4 separate regions of the Mus musculus genome follow, and all the other regions are linked to region 2. The links are chromatin contacts, called in public Hi-C, HiChIP or PLAC-seq and promoter capture Hi-C maps. All regions are on one chromosome and are shown on one strand. The core of a region is the stretch at or near the end of the contact, and the rest is flanking DNA. Distances in the headings are between cores, read along the strand shown. Region 1 overlaps Morrbid (myeloid RNA regulator of BCL2L11 induced cell death). Region 2 holds the start of Bub1 (BUB1, mitotic checkpoint serine/threonine kinase). Region 3 holds the start of Morrbid (myeloid RNA regulator of BCL2L11 induced cell death). Region 4 overlaps Gm36154 (a long non-coding RNA gene).

The links. HiChIP or PLAC-seq counts read pairs in DNA pulled down with a chosen protein or histone mark. A called contact is a pair of places that touch in the nucleus more often than the background predicts. Capture Hi-C pulls out chosen DNA fragments and counts their contacts.
Region 1: a RAD21 HiChIP or PLAC-seq map of pro-B cells shows a contact between it and region 2, with 40 times the contacts expected there. The contact joins the enhancer-like site here to the promoter of Bub1 in region 2. A contact is called at or near these places in 14 of 39 promoter capture datasets (the 3T3-L1 cell line, the C10 cell line, the HPC-7 cell line and 9 more), 2 of 15 datasets of contacts at CTCF or cohesin (large pre-B cells and pro-B cells), 20 of 484 Hi-C or Micro-C datasets (the AtT-20 cell line, B cells, the Ba/F3 cell line and 13 more), 21 of 115 datasets of contacts at active chromatin or transcription factors (the 230-238 cell line, CD8 T cells, the SCID.adh cell line and 12 more) and 2 of 9 other capture datasets (embryonic stem cells and liver).
Region 3: a contact with region 2 is called in a promoter capture Hi-C map of adipose tissue. The contact joins the promoter of Morrbid here to the promoter of Bub1 in region 2. A contact is called at or near these places in 15 of 39 promoter capture datasets (the 3T3-L1 cell line, the HPC-7 cell line, the SN4741 cell line and 9 more), 3 of 15 datasets of contacts at CTCF or cohesin (large pre-B cells, pro-B cells and stem cell-derived epiblast-like cells), 5 of 484 Hi-C or Micro-C datasets (B cells, CD8 T cells, bone marrow-derived macrophages and 1 more), 14 of 115 datasets of contacts at active chromatin or transcription factors (the 230-238 cell line, the NIH/3T3 cell line, acute myeloid leukemia and 8 more) and 3 of 9 other capture datasets (adipose tissue, liver and macrophages).
Region 4: a contact with region 2 is called in a Hi-C map of bone marrow-derived macrophages, with 12 read pairs. The contact joins the enhancer-like site here to the promoter of Bub1 in region 2. A contact is called at or near these places in 3 of 39 promoter capture datasets (the 3T3-L1 cell line, the C10 cell line and liver), 1 of 484 Hi-C or Micro-C datasets (bone marrow-derived macrophages), 3 of 115 datasets of contacts at active chromatin or transcription factors (acute myeloid leukemia, bone marrow-derived macrophages and embryonic stem cells) and 4 of 9 other capture datasets (adipose tissue, embryonic stem cells, liver and 1 more).

What each region holds. Positions count from the first base shown.
Region 1 is chr2:128,401,033-128,404,846 of GRCm38.p6, reverse strand. The region is part of intron 1 of Morrbid (myeloid RNA regulator of BCL2L11 induced cell death); the gene reads left to right. Among named protein-coding and RNA genes, the nearest start is that of Gm14010, 20 kb to the left of the region's middle. Within about 2 kb of position 1,501, at least 26 of the 459 cell types and tissues checked have an H3K27ac peak or open chromatin away from gene starts, as enhancers often do. A contact at or near this core is called in the 230-238 cell line, the G1E-ER4 cell line, the SCID.adh cell line and 1 more, where this site is marked.
Region 2 is chr2:127,829,601-127,833,194 of GRCm38.p6, reverse strand. It overlaps Bub1 (BUB1, mitotic checkpoint serine/threonine kinase), which reads left to right and starts at 1,336. Exons shown (of 25, transcript NM_009772.2): 1 at 1,336-1,475; 2 at 3,458-3,517. The coding sequence starts at 1,450.
Region 3 is chr2:128,427,864-128,431,518 of GRCm38.p6, reverse strand. Morrbid (myeloid RNA regulator of BCL2L11 induced cell death) reads left to right here and starts at 2,168. Exons shown (of 3, transcript NR_028589.1): 1 at 2,168-2,425. It overlaps Gm36154 (a long non-coding RNA gene), which reads left to right. Exons shown (of 3, transcript XR_374969.3): 3 at 1-722.
Region 4 is chr2:128,444,362-128,447,966 of GRCm38.p6, reverse strand. All of the region lies in intron 1 of Gm36154 (a long non-coding RNA gene), which reads left to right. The region is part of intron 3 of Gm29010 (a long non-coding RNA gene); the gene reads right to left. Among named protein-coding and RNA genes, the nearest start is that of Gm29010, 12 kb to the right of the region's middle. Within about 2 kb of position 2,351, at least 53 of the 459 cell types and tissues checked have an H3K27ac peak or open chromatin away from gene starts, as enhancers often do. A contact at or near this core is called in acute myeloid leukemia and bone marrow-derived macrophages, where this site is marked.

The DNA.
Region 1 (3,814 bases), core at 252-2,751, 570 kb before region 2:
TTGTGACATTTATTTGTGATGACCGAAAGAGGTGCTGCGTCTAAGAATATTGTGAACACACTAAGTATGTGCTGTGGCTGATCCAGGGATCCTCAGTGTGCCACGGGAAGTCAGAGAAAGTGACTGTGCCACCCAAAGGTGGTGAGAAGGTGTCCGGTGGGACCTCTGTGAAAGCCAAACTGCACTCCCCAGCTCTTACCAGGCCAGTCTGTCCACACAGGCAGGAGGGGCCTGGCAGCTACAGGCCTCCTTGCACACATCAGGAAAAGGAAACCATTTGAGACTCTAAGGGCTCAGAGTATGGGCAGACTGAGAGCACCTGGTGGTTCTGCTTGCCCTGTGGACCTAATCATGTATGAAGATCGTAAACCATCTCTGAGGGCAAAGTTGCCTGACCTCTGCAAAGCATTGGTTCCAGCATCCTTAACAGAGACAAACCTCACTCCCGTGCATAAGCCCTCTCTTTCTGAGCTGGTCAAGAGTCTCTGTAGGTTTTTGTCTTTTCAAATGTGCCCACCTGACTGGAATTTCTTTGCACTCAGGCTAAGTCAGAGAGAGCCATCTTTCTCTCCTGCAGCTGTGAGTTACACCCAACACTTGAAAATGAAACCGAGTAGTAAGAGGGGCTGAGGAAGAGTGTTCCTGACGGGAACAGAGGTTTGTTATCCAGAAAATGACGTGAGAAGCACTAGGGGAAACCTAGGGCATCTCGTAGCCAGGCACACAAGGTCGTGTGAGCTGACAATCTAATTATTCTGGTCCTAAACTCTCGAAAGAAAAATCCCAAGCCAGCATTTGACACAGTCATGCAGGAAAGCCCGCTTCTGCACCTCCATGCCCTCAATCAAATCTTACAAACACTACTCTGGGCTGCAGATTTTGTTTTTTGTCTGAGTGGATATCACCTCGGATCACTTGCATTAACTGCAGGTGTGTGATGCGGACAAAATGATTGCCCTCCCTACTTTTAGAACGTGCCTTGAATGTGAAGCAAGGAATTGTTTTCCCAAAGCCCACGGGACTGGAGATTTGCAGTGCAGATCTGCAGAGCCTGTGGCTGTCTGTCCACTCTTGGGGGCCCCAGCTCCCCTTGGACTAGTGCCAATAAGCCTCTGAAATGGAGGGTATCCTCTTCCTTCTGCCCCACTCCTTCCCAGCCCAGGCACGTCGTTGACACTCCATTTATGTGAGAAGCTTGGCATTAGCCGCAGGGCTTCACTCTTGACACTTGGACTAATTCTCCACTTTATATTCGTGATTGCCCTTCTGAAAGGAGAATCTGCTGCCAATGGCACCTGGGCATTTGAAAGTAAATATGATGCAAATACTGCCTCCCCGGCACATTCCCTCCTCAACTTTGGGATGAAGAGTGAGGATGAGAAGGAGGAGGTGAGCTGGGGTGCCCGACTCATTTGCATAATGGTGTTTGAGGCTGGGTGAAACTGAAACCATAGCCTGTGTGGGTGGGGCCTTGTTTCTCCTCACAGCTGCCCCCACCCCCCACCCCAGCAGCCAGGCCCCCTCTAGGCTCCTACAGAGGCCTAGGGATGGTGAGGCCCAGGGACTCAGGGCACCAGTGCGAAACCAGATAAAACACCTGGTGCTCCTACTGGCCACAGGCCCGCTGCTGAGCTCTGTGAACAAGCATGGGGGGGGGGGGGTGTCCTTTTTTTCTGATTCAGATTGCAATCTATTGGTGGGGCCCAGCGTGTGGCAGGGTGAGCCTTTGCCAGGAGAGCCAAATCATTTTGATCTTCAGTGGAATGCTCTCCCAGCTGAGTTATTTTTGACACTGTGAGGCAAGGCTTCTCTCCTCCAGTCATTTTTCAGTCAACTGGAGTCTTCCCAATCCCCGTGGCTGAAGCCCACAGATTAAGAGGGGACATCCAGCTCTCCCGTGCGATAAATGGCTTTTCTACCTACTTGGTGTCTGATAAGGTATCTTCACTCAGAAGTAATGTGAAAGTCCGACAGTTTTACAGATCCTGTTACCGTTGCTGAATAACGTCTCCAGGTGGCAAAGTGAGTTCTTGTAATATAAATGAAGCCAGCGTGTTTTTGCTACTGGACTGATTTGCCCTGAGGACAGGGTTTTCCACTATGGAACCCATCCCCCTGATAGGTGTGGAAGAGTGGAAGCCTTTTATATCTATACTTCCTTCGCTCTGTCTTTAGCTTGCTGTGGGTTCATGTCCTTGTTGGTAGAAAGAGGGGATGACCTCTCTACTGGAGTTTTCACGTGTGTGTGGGAGGTCTCAGCTCCTTTTCGAATTCTCTCTGAACATTCTGAAATCCGTTGACTTGTCAGACATTGGGAACACCACGCTGGCTTAGAAGAGCATGGCCTCTTTGATGAAAGCTTTCAGTCCGGAGCCTCTGGTGATGACGTTGGTAACCTTAAACTTGTTCATGGCCACAGTGGAATTCATGTGGGTTTTCCTTAATGGCAAGATAACGGAATAACTACAGAGCGTGTGGCCGTGTGGATGCAGCTGGACTCTGGCTCAGAAGCAAGAGTTGCAGTTTCCTGGGTGCTCCGAAGCTGGCTGGGAAGGTCCCAAGGATGTGGTAGTTCGTAGGCGGCAAAGGCCCCAGGAACTTGCAGCTTAAATCCATTTGTACCTGGGACAAATGTCGTGGTCCTGGTTTCCAGTCTTCCAAGGAGAGATCAGCTTTGGGCTGTCTGCTTTGTATTTGAAGATGTTTTTATTCGAATAATGAGGGGGAAAAAAGGGTGCTAGTTTGCCCAGGCACAGGAGGTTTGGTTTTCTGTTTGTTTGTGGGGTTTTTTGTTTTTCAGTACTGAGGGTGGAGCCTAGGGCCTCGCTAACACTGAGAAGCATGCAACCACTGTGCTATATTCCTGCACACCTGCGGCTCCGCAAAACATTGGTGTGGTGCTGGCTTTGGAAACCTATGGATGATACCATAAGTCAGAAACAGGAATGTCGTATTTAACTAAGTTCTAAGTTGTGACTGGTTGGTATTATTTTACCTATAACAGTTTGAGGTGAGGGGAGAGTGGTTTTAAAACTAGAATTGAGCTGCCGTGTTTATTTCCCTAGCATTCCCCGGGTGGTTATAGTATCCCTGATATCTTGGTGACATAAAAAATAGTGACTGCCCCTGACGGTGGCGACTTCACGGTTTGGAAGGTAAACCCAGCACCCACACTCAGGTTTCCTGAGGATCACATCCACGCTAGGCTGCAGGCTGCACGCAAGGTTCAATGTGTGAATCATCTCATTTCACGGTCACAGAATCCACAAGAAGGTTCCAGTATGACTCTGTTTCATAGCTGAGAGAGGTAACCTTCCTGAGATGACACAGCGTGTAGCTGGCAGAGCCTATACATGAAGGTAAACAGTTGGATCAGATTTCAAAGAGCATGCCCGTAATCACCATTTCAGTGCCCAGAAGCAGCAAGGGCAGAGAACTCAGGGCTCTGTCTATGAGTGAAAGCATAAAACCCCAAAGACTGTTTTCATCATGACACTCAGATAGTTGGAAGGCTTTAGGCTTTGAGCATAGTGAGAGAGACAAAAGATGCCAAGACAGGTGGAGGGGGCACTGGGTGTCCCTAGCCACCCCCTCAGCAGCTCTGATCAGTTAGGAGGCTCGTTGTCAGAGAATAAGCATCTTCCACAGGAATCAAGCCCTTGCTTGGTGCTGGCTGTGTCCAGCCTCCCTCGGGCTCCTTGTGCAGCAAGTGAGTGCTACTGTGGTGGAATGGAGACTTTTCCCTTCCCCCTTTATGGTCTTCCCTGGGGAGGAGAAGCAGCATTGGGAAGAGGTGCTGGGCTCCGTGGGGGCA
Region 2 (3,594 bases), core at 87-2,586:
TGGGAATTTATCCCATATACAATTATCAAACCCAGATACTATTGTGGATGCCAAGAAGTGCATGCTGAAAGGAGCCTGATATGTCTGTCTCCTGAGAGGCCTTGCCAGAGCCTTACAAATAGAGGCAGATGTTAGCAGCCAAACATTGGAAGTGTATTCTTAATCTACTTTGCTTGCTACTATCTACGAGGAATGCAAGAACCTGGAACTCCCTCTAGTGGTGTTTACCAATTCTGCCAATATCATGGCCACAGACAATATTTTCGTGTGCAGCTATAAAGACATGTCAGGAATGTTCCTCTAGTTAGATGATTCTAGGAAATCAAATGGGAAATCACTCATAATTCTTTTCTCTAGGTTAGAAAATGTCTATCTGTCCAGAAGCTGCAATATCTTTTTTATCAACTTGAAGGAGCTGAAAAACTCCCAGGACCTTTAGAAACAGGAAGGTAGTAATCGCATGAGTCTTTTATGTTCTACTTGCTTTGGTCAAGTGACCCTAGAGAGGCAAAGTGGGAAGTTATTAAAACTCAAGAAGCAGGGAAGACTAGATTATTTCTCAACTCACTCTCAGGGCACATGAACATGTTAAATATTTATTCTTGGACTTCCGGACTCTTTAAAATTACTATGAATATTTTACAAATACGTGTGGGTGTGCCTTTATGTGAACCAAGTGTGGCAGAGGCCAAAGGCATGGGATCCCATAAAACTCTGGATGGACACACACACACACACACACACACACACACACACACACATATACATGGCTATTTGTCTTCATTCGTGAACCAGACATAATGATTGTGGTTTCCTCATTTGTTATATGAGTATGTGCCACGGCATGCATGTGGAGATCAGAGGACAACTTGAGGAAGTTGGTTTTCTTTCCTTCCACCTTGTGGATGCTTTTATTCACCGAGCCAGCTCACCAGCTATGCCATTTCTGTTAAGCAAAGAGGACAAAAATTCGTGAGTGACTCTCAAGACCCAAGAGGACTCAAAGGGGTTTCAGTCACAGAATCGTCACGTTCGGCCTGGTAGTGTAATACTGTAAGCCAGTTGCCATTTATACCGTTTTTTAAAAAGTAATAATAATAACTCTATGCCAAAACATGGCTAGTGTCTCACTAGAATGGAAACAAACCTTAGCTCAGTCAGCACCTAGCATAGGACTCACTAAAAGGCAAATGAAAAGAACTGCGGGCTAGGGACGGAGGGGGCGGGGACGGAGGCGGGACTTTGTCTCCCAGCAACGGCCGCAGCGATTGGCCAGCTCTCCCGCAGCGGAGACCAATAGTCAGGCGCGCTGCCCACGTTCGACATCACAAGTGCGGCTGCGCGGGGAATTCGAATCGCCGGCGGCCTTCGAGACTCGGGGTTAGGGGCTGATGGGGAGTTTGGTCGGCGGCTGGTGGGGTATTTCGCCGCTGCGCGTTTTTTCTCGTCATGGACAACCTAGAAAATGTCTTTCGGTAAGTGTCGGTCAGGTGCGGTGAGGTGGGCCGGTCGGGACGGTTAGAGTCCGGGTCCCTCAGGCGCGCTTTCTCCTCAGCGCCGCTTCCTCAGCGGGTTCGCTGCACCAGGCCTCAGCCAAGGCGGTAGCCCCCGGGTCACTCGAGTAGACGTGCAAGCTGCAGCCGGCTACCGTTTTGTGCCGAGGATTTGGGCAGTCTGCGGAACCTTCTGAAGTCACGTATCTTCTCCATGGGGAACTTCCTCTAGACGCGAGGGACGCCCCGCCTTCAAAACCCAAACTTGTGTGGTGGTGGAGATTTTTGGAGAAAATTTCAAAGTCTGATAAAAATGCCACCCAACTAAGGAAAGAATTTATTATTTCTCGATTGCCTGATACGTAAGAAAAAAATTAAAGCTGAACTTTATGGGGGGGGGGGAATGCTTGCTATTAAGTCATTTGAGGCTTCCTGCAGGCACTGATTGGTTATTTGTTTTTGTTTTGGGGTCTGGGGGCGGGCGCTTAGGTGACTTACTCAGCCTGTGATGTTAAGCCATTTAAAACTGTTAAATCGGATGTTACAAGAAATACAATTTTATTTTCATCAGTTCTTTAGGTATTCTAAGAGTAAGATATCCAAAATCTGTTGGCGTTAAGCAATTTAATTTTTGATCAGATCGACTAAGGATTTCCCCTCCCCGTTCTAAAATAGAAGCTAGGTATTTTGATTTTTAAAGACTAATTTATTTTAATGATTTGATGTTTAAGCCATTTTCCCAGGAGGTGTGGTTGGTGTGGGGCTATTCAATGTTTGTTTATCTTGGACAAATATTTGTATTTCTTATTTTGCTAAATAAGAACTTCTAAACACAGAAGTAGTGCTGACATTTCAAACATGCTAAAAAGAATCCAAAATGAATCCAAAGTGAAAAAGTGAGAATCGTTGACTTAAAAATAAATTGCTAAAATCTCTACTAAATTATGAGAAAACCATTGCAGTTTCTCTGAATGATCATTTCAGTTTGCCAGTGAAATATATTTTGAGATATAGTTTTCTGGTCATCTACCAAAATACTACTTTTAAATTCTTTTTCTCCTAATCTTATCATTTCTCAGTTTAAAAACCTATGGTTGTTTCTCAACTTGATGCATACTGAGAATACAGTTAATTGCCATGTATCCTCTCTCCAAAGTTGTACACATACTATTCTCACCCTTACTTGCTGTAACTTCTGAACTCATTACTGTTTATGGTTCCAGCCCTGCTCCTTTTTGTGAAGGAACAAAGAAGACATTTAAAATGCAGATAGAGCTTGCCACCTCTTCTCTTCACACTTTATTTGACTCTTTCTGCTCAAGTTCTGTCAGCCTGTATGATTTCCCTAACATGCCTGTGGTAGCTAGCTAACAAGTCCTTAAGTATAACATATGCCCACTCTTACTCCTTTAGTTTGCCCCCCTTTTCTATTTAATAGTTAACGAAACATGGTACTATTTTTATGTTTGTGTTTGTTTATCCCACTAGCATCTGAGGTCATTGGGCCCTGATTTGTTTGCCTGACTTCTTAAGCTGTGGTTAGGTACTATGGAAGTAAGGGAAGCAAAGTCCTCTGGGAGCATTGTCATCATGGGCTCTTCCTTTGGGACAATGTTAGATTTGGACTCAAGCCAACAGTCTCTGGAAACTCCGAATTGAATTACTGGGGCTATCACACCAAAAGGAGAGGCATTCTTTGGATCTTAGTCTAACCCTCTAACTTAGCTGTGCTCTTGAGAAATAAGACAATGACGTTGGAGATCAACTAATCTAGATAGACTATGAAGCAAATACTGTTTCTGACTTTTTGAACACTTCTGAATGATTGCTCTTTTATGTGATATTTGGGTTGTTGAAGTCAAGATTTCCATTCTCTAGTACATAGATAACATAATGTAGAATCAAATATATCTTTGTCATCTAGGAATTATTCTTTCTTTCATGTGTGTACTTCTCTATTCTAGCATGTTTGAAGCCCATATGCAAAGCTACACGGGTAATGACCCACTTGGAGAATGGGAAAGGTTAGTGCATGTTTGTTTGTTTTCCTTTAAACAAAGGAACCATATTTTACCCTGTGGAAAACTAATATCCGTGGAAA
Region 3 (3,655 bases), core at 919-3,418, 600 kb before region 2:
GACTGCACACATTGCTTGGATTCCATCACCCTCATCAGACCCAAAGTGGAGGTGACCAGACTCCCATGTGCTCTGCTTTTAGCAAGTGTTATCCTTGGAAAATTCCAATCAGACCCCTCCACTCTCATATAATCCAGCCTGTCTCATGCTATCTTATTCCAGCAGGCACAGCAGCCCAGCCCCTTCCTTGCCTCCTTCCCCAGCCCCAGGCCTGTCTCAGCAGCCCACTCATCTCAATGGCTTTGACTTTATTAGCAATTTTTCACACTGACCACATCATGATCTCGAGTTCGTCCTGTGTGCTTATTTTCTGTCCTATCCCTTGAGAATACAAGCTTCCTGAGCACAGGGGACCTTCCCTCCCGACCCCACCCCCTGCTGTTTCCCAAGGCTCAGCATCAGAGCCTGGCATCTGGACCACATTTGTTGAGTCTGTGAATGACTGAACTCCACACTTCCTGTCCTTTGCTCTCAGTACGCTGCCATTGTCTTCACTACTGTCCGCATTGTTAAATAACCGTTTGTGGTCGTGCATTTTATTCATAGGCTCTGAATTTTAACAAGAGGTTACCTCTTTAGTGTGCAAGTCGTCTCTTTGAGCCTAGACTTTTGGTTGTGGCCCGTGACTCAAATACTATACTGGTAGGAAAACTTTCAACAGCAAACCACACACATTGTCAGAGGCCAGCTTTGACCTGCTCAGTGGTATAAGAGAACAGAGACACTCACCACAGTTACAGACCCTGGAGTTAGCTTTTCATTTTCATACAGAGGAAGGAACTACCATTGTCTGGATTTTGCAAATGGGCCAAGTATATCGGTCTTTTAATGATAACCAGTTATGGTTTGTATTGAAAAGCCCTCCCCTCATATATTTTGCTGTTCTCGGAAGTCTGGGCAGACTGTGCTAGATAGCCTGCTCAAACAACACGATGTCCTGGAGGAGCTGGACTGGTGTTTGGAGGCTTTAGAGGACAATGTACTTGCAAGCTGTTGCCAAGGCCAAATCCTCCGTCTCCTTAGGACTGAACATTCTCAACCTTCCTAGCCCTGCTACTCCTTTAATAAGCTCCTCATGTTGTGGGGAGCCCCAACTGGAGATTATTTCCATTGCTACTTCATAACTGGAGTTTTGCTACTGTTATGAATTATAATATAAATATCTGTGATTTCCAATGGTCTTGGTTGTCCCCTGGGAAAGGGTCATTTGACCCTCAGAGGGGTCTTGACCTATGAATGGATGAGTTTCTTCCCTTGCCCCTGTACCCCCAAATTCTCTCTCCTCCCTGCCTATACTGTTAGCTTTTCCCTAACCTGTTTAAGAGACTCTCTGGCACACATATCTGCTCTTACGTATGCTGTGTTAAGATTCTCTGATATACTGAAATGTACGTTTCAAAAGTGAAACCTCTGCTTTTTTTTTTTTTTTTTTTTTTTTTTTTTGGACAGTGCTGACTTTTGGGGGCAGGGAGGGGTGGGCAAAGATATCAACAATCACAGCAACCCTACCTGGCCTCACCAGAGGCTGCTCAGTGGTACATGGGTTCCGCTTTCTCTGGAGTACTTCTCATAGTTCAAAAAAGCTTGAAGCTGCGGAAGACAGCCCCGCCCTCTGCATCATTCAAAAGAAAACTCAGACATAGAGGCGGGCTCTTGGTTCTTGCATGGAAACGTTCAGGATTCTTTCAAAGTTAGAGAACCATAACTTTGTTTTTTACTCCTTGGTTCTTTTATTCATGTGATTTAGCCTAGCAAGACTAAGTCACACATGCTAACAGCCAGCTCAGAATAGATATAATGATTTTAGATCAAAACTCTGTGCAGAAAAAAAAAAATCATGGACTGAAATAGGGGATATCAGGGCCAAGCAAACTCAGATGCCTTAAGGAAATAGCAAAAATGGGTTCTTCCCTCTTCTGTGGACGGCCAGCGTGTTACAGCACCCGTGTGCATGTGAGATCTCTGCCTTTTATTTTCAGTTACCCCCAAGTCTCCTAACCAAAGCGTCTCCTCCCTGATGAGGGTGATCACTGGCTACAAGCCTGGGGCTTCCACACCCAAGGTCTGGGAAGCTGCTCTTTCCGGAAGGGTGGTAGAGACCCTGGGAACCAGACCAGGCGGGCTCACAAAGTATGAAGAGAATGTCGGGAGAGGAAGTGGTGGCTCTGAGTCAGCACGAGTCATCTGGTTCCAGTGACAATGAAGACTGAGGTGTCTGCTTTGCAGTTTTTTTTTTTCTTTTCTTGTCTTTTTTTTTTTTTTTCCTAATCATGTGGACATCTCTGAGAATGAGGGGACTGGGTGACTTTGCAGTGTCTGCTTTCTAAGTTTCAAAGTGACTTTCCAGGCAAGCTGCGCATATCTTGGGATCTTCACAGCACAGTGGCTGGGAAGGCAGGCGGACCCGTCTATCAGCTTCTCCCTGGTGAGTACTCTCAGTCAAAGATGTTTTCCGTGCACCTCTGAGCTGTGACAGCTGCTGTGTTCTGGGGTAGACACTGCTTCTCCCAGACTTTGAAGGTTTTGTGAGGTCAGAAAAGTGGCTCCCTCTGCCTCCAGCCCACCTGTTGTGTCTGTTGCGGGACTCTTGGAGGAAGTTTCTGAGCTGTGCCTTGTGGATGGTGGCTGTGTGTTATGCTGTCTCAGAGGAGAGCGTGAGGCTTGCCTGGGAAGGAAGCCACCACGGATTCCTAGCTAGAAGCTAAAGTGAAGGTCAGAGACGGAGGTGGGTGAGTTTGTGTTAACTGGGCACTGAGGTTGAACTAGTTTCCGCTCCTAAGAAGCAGAAGGAAGAGCCAACCCCGGGGGCAGCTTCTGGTCTCTGACTCAGGCAGCCAGGCCTGAGCTGTCCAGCTTCAGGGCAAGAAGTATGGCAGCGAGGCAGAATTTTGTCTTTTCTCTGAACACGCTACATCCCGTGCTTCCCTTTAACGCTCCAGGTGGAAAATGTGTTCAAAAGCAGAAAGAAAAGCCACAGGCTAGGGACCAGGAAGGGCATGGTGGAAGATGGGGGAAGGGAGTGGGCTGAGTTACTGCTATTCTTACAAACATCTTTACTGTCAAATAAACAGTTACAGTAACTGCTGTGCCACTTTTAAAGCAAATCTAAAAAGCGGTCATTTGCTTAAAAAGCTGCATAGCAGGCTGCAGGGAAGACAGGAGCCTGTTCTGAGCAACTCACTGGGGCGTGTGGGGCTTCCCGGGTTAAGAATGAGTCAGCAACCTAACTGAATGAGCCCTGAGAGCAGCTCCATTCACTCTGAGCGTAACAGGAGTTTGCCGGCTCGGGTCTTTGCATGATATCAGCATTGCCTGGCCCTCTGTGAAGAGGATAGTCACACACGTTCAGCTTTCTCCTGGAATGTACCTGAGAGGTCTCTTGGCTGTCTCCTTGTCAGGAATACTGTGTTCGGCTTCTTCAGCATGCCTGGGCTGATGACAATCATTTTGGGTCCTGCCCCTGACCGAGCACAGAGTTTGTTAAACGAACTCTGGGGTGCAGGAAGGACCAGGGTAGTCTAGAGCCGCAGTCGCACCCCACCCTTTGAAATAGTTCACACCCTTATGATTGGGAGAATCGGGTGAGACATGAATTTTGAAGCTGGCTTCCACAAGAGGCAGGCACTAACTTGGCTTAAATAAATCAGAGTGCAAG
Region 4 (3,605 bases), core at 1,102-3,601, 610 kb before region 2:
TCTTTTATCCACACCACTAGGGCAAGGTCTTCAGCACTGCCCAAACTAGGCAGCCTAACACAGCCATCGGCAGGAGGCAGGGTCAGCATTTCTCATCTCATGCCTTCCTACTGGCTCACTTGCACCTATGCCTCCAGGGCCAGCTCTACTCTCAAGGCACAGGGCCCTCTTCTCCAAGTGCTGCAAGAGGCTGGACCAGCTCTCCTGCTCTCACACCCTTGGGGCTGGCTTGCCTGTGCCTTTTCCATCCGGGTCAGATCCAATGTGTTGCCCAGTCAATATATATAGTCAATGGCTACAGCCATTATAGGGGCAAGGGTAGCTCTCCCACTCTCATGTCCTCGGTGCTAACTCAGGTGGTGAGGGGTGACTTGGGGTGGGCATCACCCTTGAACCCACACCACCTCAGGGCAGACAAATGAAGGGCCAGCTCTTCTGTGCTCTCACCCTCTGGCTTATCTCCATCCCCTCCACCATGGCCAGCTCTACCATGTTGCCCAAGGGAGATGCAGGGCCCGCTCTCCCAAGTCCTGCAGCTGGTGAGGGACAGGGCCAGCTCACCCAGTCTCATGACCCCAGGGCCAGGTCTCTGAACTGCGGCAAGTGACGAGGGATTCATTTTGTTTTGTTTTTACATTAGTTTGGCATGGTATCTACAATTGGTAGGTTCATGCCTGGTTGGATGCTTCATCATTCTCTCTACCAAGCTCTTCTCTGGAGAGAATCACAGTCTATGTGTATCTCAGTAGCTTGAAGATTAGGGGAAGCTCCCTGGGTCTGGTCATATGTGTGACTGAGCCCATAGGTCTCTGAAGAATTCTCTGTGGACAAGATGGCCCTGTCCACCCTGCCCATGGGCCAAACAGGGTACCTTGGCAGAATATTTAAAGCTGAGATCCAACCTGTACTCAATTCCAGTATTTACCTGCATTTGCAACCATGACGTTGTGTAAGAGGAGCACTGGCCTTGTCTGCTTGCAGGCCTCAGGTGACTCTAGACTGACAAGGGTCGGCTCTATCTCCTGGATCAGGAGAACAAGAGAGCCGAGAATAAGACAAAAGACACTCAACCCGCCTCTCTTAGTGCTGTGAGTGCAGATGACCCCTGGAGTTGAAGGCAGGCTACTAATCAATTCCCAGCATTCACTAAGACACTCTATTTGGCCCAAGGGCAGACTGGACAGGACCATCTGGGTAGACCTGGCTGCCTGTTCATGATGTTGTTGGCAACTGTTTGGAATTCGTTTTGTAGGTAAGTGGAACAATGTAGTTATCACAGGAGCTGGGGGTCTATCTTTATAAAAGAACTCTGCAGCAGAACCTCTTTGTACAATGAGGAGCCATCTTTCCTAAACAGACAGCTACCCTGATAGAACTGTATATGTATCATTTCTATATGAACAAACACATCACCTGGAGAGACACCCACATCCACACAAGTACACCTTAGCTTAGCAGTGGATTCATGCATGTAGAACAATCCATCAAGGTTGCTCTAGGCTGCCCTTGCAGAAATACTGGTTCCTCTAATCTTAACCTCTCTTGAGGCCTCTGCTTTCCGCAAGGGAGCAAAAGAAGAGATGGATAACCTGGCCTGCTTCTCTGCAGCCTTCCCCACAACACTTCTCATCCCCAACAAGTGGACCCAAGGCCACAGCACGCTATAGGGGGCCTGGGCTGCACAGTTTTTTTTTTAAGATTTATTTACTTATTATATGTAAGGACACTGTAGCTGTCTTCAGACACTCCAGAAGAAGGAGTCAGATCTCATTACAGATGGTTGTGAGCCACCATGTGGTTGCTTGGATTTGAACTCGGGACCTTCGGAAGAGCAGTCGGGTGCTCTTACCCACTGAACCATCTCACTGGGCTGCACAGTTTTGACTGTGATTCCATATCATGAAGATGGCATGCTACATTTTGGGCAACAGGTCCTCCCGCCCCCTCCCGACATCATGTGTTCTTCTGCATGGATTTGAAAGCAAATCTCCGCTGAGATGTCCAAACTTGTGTGTGGAAGTTCAAATGACTGATTGTATCTTCGGCTTAGAGAATGGATGGGGGTGGGGGCTGGGGGAATTTATTCACATTTTGCCAGGTGTAGGAAGGAGAAATGACAGTCCTCAGGGGCTTCCTGTGCTGGGTACAGTGGGGTTGATTTTACTCTTAGAAAACCAAGCCAGAAAGACATTAAGTGCACAGAGGCAGCTTTGTGGCCTGTTATCCAGAGAGACAGGATCAGGCCAAGGATGGCGTGGCCTCCACTAGCCACCTGCTCATCTCTCTGACCAGTTCCGGAATCTGAGGGTTCTAAAGCTTTTACAGATCTGGGCTGAGGCCGGAACCGCCTCTGAGCATTTTGTAATTTCCCTCAATTTCACAACTTCCCTGGTAAGTGTTCCTTCTCCAAACTCAGATATACCAAGTTCTTAGAAAATGAAGAATAGATGACTGAGCCCCTCCCGCCACCTTTGTCCTGAGTTCAACTGCCATGTTCAAAGGCTGGAAGGGTCTGGTGTGGAAGGAAGAACTCAGCCCTGAGTTCCCACAAACTGAGGATCTTTTCTTAGATCCTCCCCTACGTAGTTTCTGAACTTGAACAAGTATTACAGGCCCACCTATACATGGGGCAGAATGTATTGCCAAGATGCTGTGTGGGCTCCAGATCTGGGCCTAGGGTTTTTCTCACTGGTGGCCAGTGATGGCTGCCGAGGAGCTCACTTGAGGTGTTTAGGAACCATCATTAAAAATAAGGCTAGAAAAAAAAAATTTTTTTAATTAAATTAAATTAAAGTTACAACCAGCTCTAAATGTTTTGAGTCTGAAGGCTTGACCCAAGGTCTTGCCATCTCATTTCAAAGCCTTCTCTGGGGCCCTTGAGTTGCTCACTGCTTAAGCATTGTGTCTGACTCTCCTCCGCTGCTGAACTCATCCGGTGACTGACAGCTCTACAAGCCTCATACTAAAACCTCACCTCCTCCTTTAACTGCCAAACCTCTTTTACTGCAGACTTTAGAGTAGAAGCCACTCTGTTCTCTGTGTTGTTTTGTCACATCGGTGCCAAATCTTTGAAAGCTTTAAAGGCCTGGACAGAATTCTGGGATCTGCCTCTGGGTTCACACACACAAATTCTGCCAAGGCCAAGGATCTTGGCAGGAAGGAATCCCTCTCGTCTCTGGGCTTGTTCATGATCGATTATGTATGCCACGGCCTTGCTTGTCACATTTTACATGCCTCTGAGGCCTCAGTGGGTCCTCCATGAACTAACCCTCTTATCCCCACCGCAACACACAATAACTCACAGTTAGAGGGTCCAGATGGGAGGAGCGGGGCGAGCTGGGGACCATGAAGAACACTATTGACAGGACAGAGACTGGTGCCCCACACCAGCTGGTCCCACTTGGAATACTTTTTTCTACTCTGCTGTAGCTACTCACATAAAACGAATGGATTTGCTCTTACCCCCAAGTTCTCTAGGTGGGTTTTAGCTGCAGAGATGGAAATTTACACTCTCCGAGGGAGAGAAACTGTGAGATTGTAAAATGTCATTGCAGTGTTGGGTCCCGAGGTCAACCGTGTTCATTCACTGCAGTCGTGGGAACATT